Regions from separate parts of the Pan troglodytes genome. Here region 2 is linked to region 1. A link is a contact called in public HiChIP or PLAC-seq data. All regions are on one chromosome and are shown on one strand. Each heading gives the region's core, a stretch centred on a gene start, on an enhancer-like site or on the middle of the called end of the contact. The rest is flanking DNA. Distances are from core to core; before and after follow the strand shown. Region 1 holds the start of HS3ST3A1 (heparan sulfate-glucosamine 3-sulfotransferase 3A1). Region 2 holds the start of ELAC2 (elaC ribonuclease Z 2).

Evidence for each region. HiChIP or PLAC-seq counts read pairs in DNA pulled down with a chosen protein or histone mark.
Region 2: an H3K4me3 HiChIP or PLAC-seq map of stem cell-derived excitatory neurons shows a contact between it and region 1, with 2.7 times the contacts expected there. The contact joins the promoter of ELAC2 here to the promoter of HS3ST3A1 in region 1. A contact is called at or near these places in 2 of 7 Hi-C or Micro-C datasets (induced pluripotent stem cells and stem cell-derived neural progenitor cells) and 1 of 1 datasets of contacts at active chromatin or transcription factors (stem cell-derived excitatory neurons).

Annotation. Positions count from the first base shown.
Region 1 is chr19:57,095,498-57,098,430 of NHGRI_mPanTro3-v2.0_pri, forward strand. It overlaps HS3ST3A1 (heparan sulfate-glucosamine 3-sulfotransferase 3A1), which reads left to right and starts at 1,474. Exons shown (of 2, transcript XM_511827.8): 1 at 1,474-2,072. The coding sequence starts at 1,474.
Region 2 is chr19:57,678,392-57,681,324 of NHGRI_mPanTro3-v2.0_pri, forward strand. ELAC2 (elaC ribonuclease Z 2) reads left to right here and starts at 1,481. Exons shown (of 24, transcript NM_001009034.1): 1 at 1,481-1,725; 2 at 2,306-2,356; 3 at 2,495-2,565. The coding sequence starts at 1,481.

The sequences.
Region 1 (2,933 bases), core at 224-2,723:
CAAACAAAAAACAGACTGATGGGAGAAAGAGCTTTGCTCCAAGACCCGCAGCAGACAGTTGAGTAGGTAGAAGTCCAAGCTGCTGCAGAGGAATTCGGTTTGCTCCAGACAAACGGGGGCGTGGCGCGCAGCGCAGTACTGGGAACTGCTGCAAACAAAACTTCCAAGGGGACGAGGAGTAGGTTCCAGGCGATGGAAAGCAGTGGGATGGGGAAGGATAGGGCAACAGTGCCAAGAGGGGAGCAGAGCGCGGGGAACCTGGAGAGGGTCAGGGCTGCGGAGGGCTGAGCTGCGGTGGAGAGCTCTGGAGCCCCTCACCAAGCTAGTGGCGTCTTGGGTGGAAGTCAGGCCCCCAGAGATCCGGCCGGCCTTAGCTGTCACTCAGGCAACCCCGGAGCCGCCGCAGACACCGGATCCACTGGAAGGGGGCGAAGCCGCGGGGAGGAATGGGGGACACTGGGGAAGGGGCGTCGCCCCTGCCGCCCCCGCCCTCTCCAGTGCCATTGGGCGGCTGCTGCGGAGCCCGCGCCACCTTTTCTCCATCCCACCCCGTCCGTCTGGCCCCGCCTGGCCGCTGGTCCGCGCCCCGCTGCGCTCGTCCGGGGGCTGGTCCGGCCTGGGCCGTTGACGTCACCAGCAAGTTTGCTGCCCTCGGCGTCCCACGTGTGGCGGCGGCAGCGGCGGCCCAGGAGGCAGCCGGTGAGCGCCTGCGAGCAGAGTGGCGGGGGCCGCTGACAGGTCCCGCGCAGCCCAGCCCAGCCCAGCCACGCGGCTCACAGGTGGGGTCCAAGAGCAATTTGGAGCAACCCGGCGCTACGGAGAGGGGTGGACGGCTCTGCACGGGCCTCCTGTCTCCCGCTCGGGCAGAGGGACTCGGGGGGACCTCGCTCCTTGGCCGAGAGAACCTGAACTCGGGCGGAGAGAACGCGCCCAGGCGGGCAAGGGGACCAGAGAAAGCCGGGGCTGGAAGTCACTGTCGCTCGCCACTGTCTGGAGCGCACGGAGCGCAGAGGCCCGGCAGCCGCGCGTGCCCTCACGGGGACCGAGCCAGTGATGCAGGATCGCTGAGCGGAGATCCGCGCCGAGAAGTCTCTCGGGGCCGGGGCTGAGACGCACGCCTTCGACACCGCTGCCAAGACCCCGATTCCGGCTACTCTTGCGGGGAACCGAGGGGCCAAGGCTGCCCCAAGCTCAGGACTTGGGCGAGTCTAAGACGATGGTTTCTTAAGCACGGACCCGCGTTCCCCTTCCCGCCCCCTCGACTGGAGGCAGGGATCCTGCGCGGGGCCCCCGGGATTCCGTTTCCCCGCGGAGCCCCGGCCGCTGCCTCCCGGGACAGTTCGCACGGCCACAGGGGCGCACGGCGATGTGGCCTCCGTCCAGCGCGCTGGCCCGCCGGGGGGATGCTCTGGCACCAGTCGGGGTCCAGGCCTAGCATGGCCGGCGCGTTGCCCGACGTCGCCTCCGGCTAGGATGGCCCCTCCGGGCCCGGCCAGTGCCCTCTCCACCTCGTCCGAGCCGCTGTCCCGCAGCATCTTCCGGAAGTTCTTGCTGATGCTCTGCTCCCTGCTCACGTCCCTTTACGTCTTCTACTGCCTGGCCGAGCGCTGCCAGACCCTGTCCGGCCCCGTCGTGGGGCTGTCCGGCGGCGGCGAGGAGGCGGGGGCCCCTGGTGGCGGCGTCCTGGCCGGAGGCCCGAGGGAGCTGGCGGTGTGGCCGGCGGCGGCACAGAGAAAGCGCCTCCTGCAACTGCCGCAGTGGCGGAGGCGCCGGCCGCCCGCGCCCCGCGACGACGGCGAGGAGGCGGCCTGGGAAGAAGAGTCCCCTGGCCTGTCAGGGGGTCCGGGCGGCTCCGGGGCCGGAAGCACCGTGGCCGAGGCCCCGCCGGGGACCCTGGCGCTGCTCCTGGACGAAGGCAGCAAGCAGCTGCCGCAGGCCATCATCATCGGAGTGAAGAAGGGCGGCACGCGGGCGCTGCTGGAGTTCCTGCGCGTGCACCCCGACGTGCGCGCCGTGGGCGCCGAGCCCCACTTCTTCGACCGCAGCTACGACAAGGGCCTCGCCTGGTACCGGTGAGCGGGGCGGGCCAGGGCTGGGGCTGAAGGATCCGGGGGTCCTGGGCTGGGAAAGACGTGGAGGAGCCCTCGGTGACCCCCAGTTCGCCCTCCTCCCCACTTCATGCAGAAGGCGAAGGGTCGTCAAGGGTCTTTCTTCCCTCTCCGCCTTCTCCTTCCTGGGAAGTGGATGTTGAAGGAGAGAGTGGGAGGGAAATTCTGGCCTTCATAATTTTCATCCTTGGGAATCCCTTGCCAGTAAATAGCCAGTATGGTCTCTTTCTCCTGCTCTGCGAAAGTATTCATGTATTTAACTAAAGGAAAAAAAAAGTCTCTTCTAAATTAGAAACCTGTTCAACAATTAATAGATTGCCTTCTCCTTCCCAAGGAAGCCCGTTTTCATTCTTTATCTTTTGGAAAGTTCTTTGTGGTTAACACAGTCTTTACCATCAGGTGTTTATTTACCTTGACCTTTTGCCAGATAGTTGTCCTAGGTGGGAAGTAATATAGAGACTTAGTAAAAGTGTCAAGAACCAGAGAATCTGGGTAGTTTGGAAAATATATGTCTGTCTGAGCAAGGGAAAGCAACCAGGCTCTGTATTTTAAAGGACGCTTGGCAATAACTTTTGTTTGAGGGCAAGGAATGAGTTTTGTAAAGTGCTTTTGATATTTGCAGGGAAAAGTAACTTTTGTCTTTTGACTGACAGAAACTTTTCTAAAGATCTTCAATCCTCTTTACAAATAAGGTAGCCAATTAAAAGAAGAAGACAAAAGAGAGAAAAATACATTGGCACAACTTTGCCAATACAGTTTAGGAAATAAGTCTGGCTTAGATCTTAATCTTAAATTTGCCAGTCTCTTCAAATTCAGACCACCTTT
Region 2 (2,933 bases), core at 231-2,730, 580 kb after region 1:
GATAATCTTCCATAAAAAATTTCATATTTGAATGAAAACAGCTCAAGAAATACACTAATGAGCAAAAATATATGGGGAAAGAGGAACGTGTAGTTTTGACTTAACTGAAGAAACCAAGAGGAAACTGGTCTCCATATGAAAATGTGATCCTGGAAAGTCAGGTGTCAAGATTTTCGAGTAGGAATCTACATGACTTGAATCTCCCTTACTTCCTGAATAAAAGTGACATCTTTCAGTATTTATTTTAAAAAATCATATGTCAGTGGAGCTTCCAGGTAAATTATCTTTAAAAAATCATATTTGAGTGGAGCTTCCAGGTAAATTATCTTCCTCTTTTAAGGGAGCTCCCTGTATTTCTAGCGGCTTTAACTGATATCCCTTTCAGTGAGAAATCCTCATTAGCTACGTAAGAGGGGACTGGGTGTTTTTTTTCAAAAAGCTGGTATTGGGACATCTACTTCTGTGATGTCCCTGGTCAGCTATATTGTCTAGGAGTTGAACCATTTTGTATTAATTTTCTATCATTTACTGGGTGCCTCTTCTGTGACAGTGCCACTCAAAGGGCTATTGATATATTATCAGGTGACTGAATTCTATATTCTGAAGTAGGAGATATTGTTATTGCTGTTATTACATTTTACAGATAAGAAAGCTGAGGCTCTGAGAGGTCAAGATCACGCAGCTAACAAATGAGCCAAGACTCTTGCTTTAGAGCTTGTCCTCTATTCTTGCTTTTCTTTCCAAAAAACACTACAATTTTTGTTTTGTTTTGTTTTGAGACAGGGTCTCGATCTGTCACCCAGGCTGGAGTGCAGTGGCGCGATTTCGACTCACCGCAACCTCCGCCTCCGCGCTTAAGCGATTCTCCTGCCTCAGCCTCCCGAGTAGCTGGGACTACAAGCTCGGGACACCACGTAAAAATGATCAAGTTCTAACATGTATGCATACGAATTACAATGGAAATAAAATTAGCAAAGCGCTTATGCTAATGCTCAATACAATTGATTTCCTCACATTTAATCCTCACAACCACTACAACCACCTCTAACTCAAGCTCTGAGGGACTGACGTGCCCTAACGACACAGCTCTTATCTGGTGGGAACAGGAGCGTTTTAGCGAAACTCCAAACTCCTAGGACCCGCCTTCCCCAGGAAGGCTTTTCCTGGCACTGTGCTTCCGGAAGTCCCACCCCAGGAGAAAAACAGCTTCCGGAAAAAATTGCGGCCGGGAATCCGGAACAGAACTAGGGGCGGGGCCGCTTGAGACGCTCTAGTATTCCTCTACTCTATGGCCGCTGTCAATTGACAAGTCCCGAGCGGTAAAGCTCCTTTCTATTGGATGAGCAGCCTCGCGTAGGCGGGAAGCTCGGTGCACGGCGCGCTGATTGGCTGGATCCGCCATGCGGAGCGGCTAGGTGGTGCACGGGAAACGCGGGCGTAGGTGACCGGCGGCTTTCTCAGTTTTGGTGGAGACGGGCGCATGTGGGCGCTTTGCTCGCTGCTGCGGTCCGCGGCCGGACGCACCATGTCGCAGGGACGCACCATATCGCAGGCACCCGCCCGCCGCGAGCGGCCGCGCAAGGACCCGCTGCGGCACCTGCGCACGCGAGAGAAGCGCGGACCGTCGGGGTGCTCCGGCGGCCCAAACACCGTGTACCTGCAGGTGGTGGCAGCGGGTAGCCGGGACTCGGGCGCCGCGCTCTACGTCTTCTCCGAGTTCAACCGGTCAGTCTACGAGCCACGCCCCGTCCCGCTGGGCCCTCAGTGCGGCGCAGCCTCTGAGCATCGGGGCACCTCCCAGGGCTTCGGCTTCCCTACTTCACACATGTGGTTCACTGTTGCGGGGGTTCGTGGAGTTATGGTGGGTGGGAAATCCGAGATTCTTTGCATCCATGTGATTTCTGGGGATCTGTGAAGAACTTCAGACGTGGGTCTGAGCGTCCTTTTCCCAACCCTTGGGCCCCGGCCTGGCTGTCAGCACTTTCGGAGCTCCACCCTCTTCCGTGCACCCCAAGGCCAGTGTGTCGTTGTTAGCGTGTGGGGTGGACAGATCTTGTGTGTAGCCGGTGGTGGAGAAAGGACTCATTTTGTCCTAGCACCCACACACACAGGCCCCCACTCCTCTCCACCTCTGCTAAGGAGGGCTCAAAACCCACCAGCATAAATGTGGCTCGGTAGTCCAACGTGGACTTTTAATTTTTTTTCTTTTTTTTTTTTCCAGAGTCTACAATAAAACATCTAATTGGTGTCAGAGAGTTTACAGAATAAAACCTTCTGAATGTCTTGTGTAATGTGTGTCTTGTAGGTATCTCTTCAACTGTGGAGAAGGCATTCAGAGACTCATGCAGGAGCACAAGTGAGTCAGTCTCTTGCTTTCGGAGGGGGAGTTGATTACGGGGCTTGAAAGCCGAAATGTGAGGCCAGTTGTTTTTTATAGCAAAAGTGGCCCTTGTTCTGTTCCTGTTATCCTGTTTAAATGTTTTCTCATTCTTAGGTTAAAGGTTGCTCGCCTGGACAACATATTCCTGACACGAATGCACTGGTCTAATGTTGGGGGCTTAAGTGGTGAGTATATTCTTTGCAGTGTCAGAGGCTGGTGGGAAGTCTCTGGAATTTTAACCGGCTTTACCATTTTTCCAAGTCTGGGGTGGGCAGCTACTTTTTTTTTTTTTTTTTTTTTTTTTTTGGTCAGTGGCGTGATCTTGGCTCACTGCAACCTTTGCCTTCTGGGCTCAGGTGATCCCCTCACCTCAGCCTCCCAAATAGCTGGGACCACACGTGTGCCCCATCACACCTGGCTAATTTTTTTGTATTTTTTGTAGCGACGGGGTTTCGCTATGTTGCCCAGGCTGGTCTCAAACTTCTGCAATCCTCCTGTCTCGGCCTCCCAAAGTGCTGGGATTACAGGCATGAGCCACCGCACCGGGCCTGGA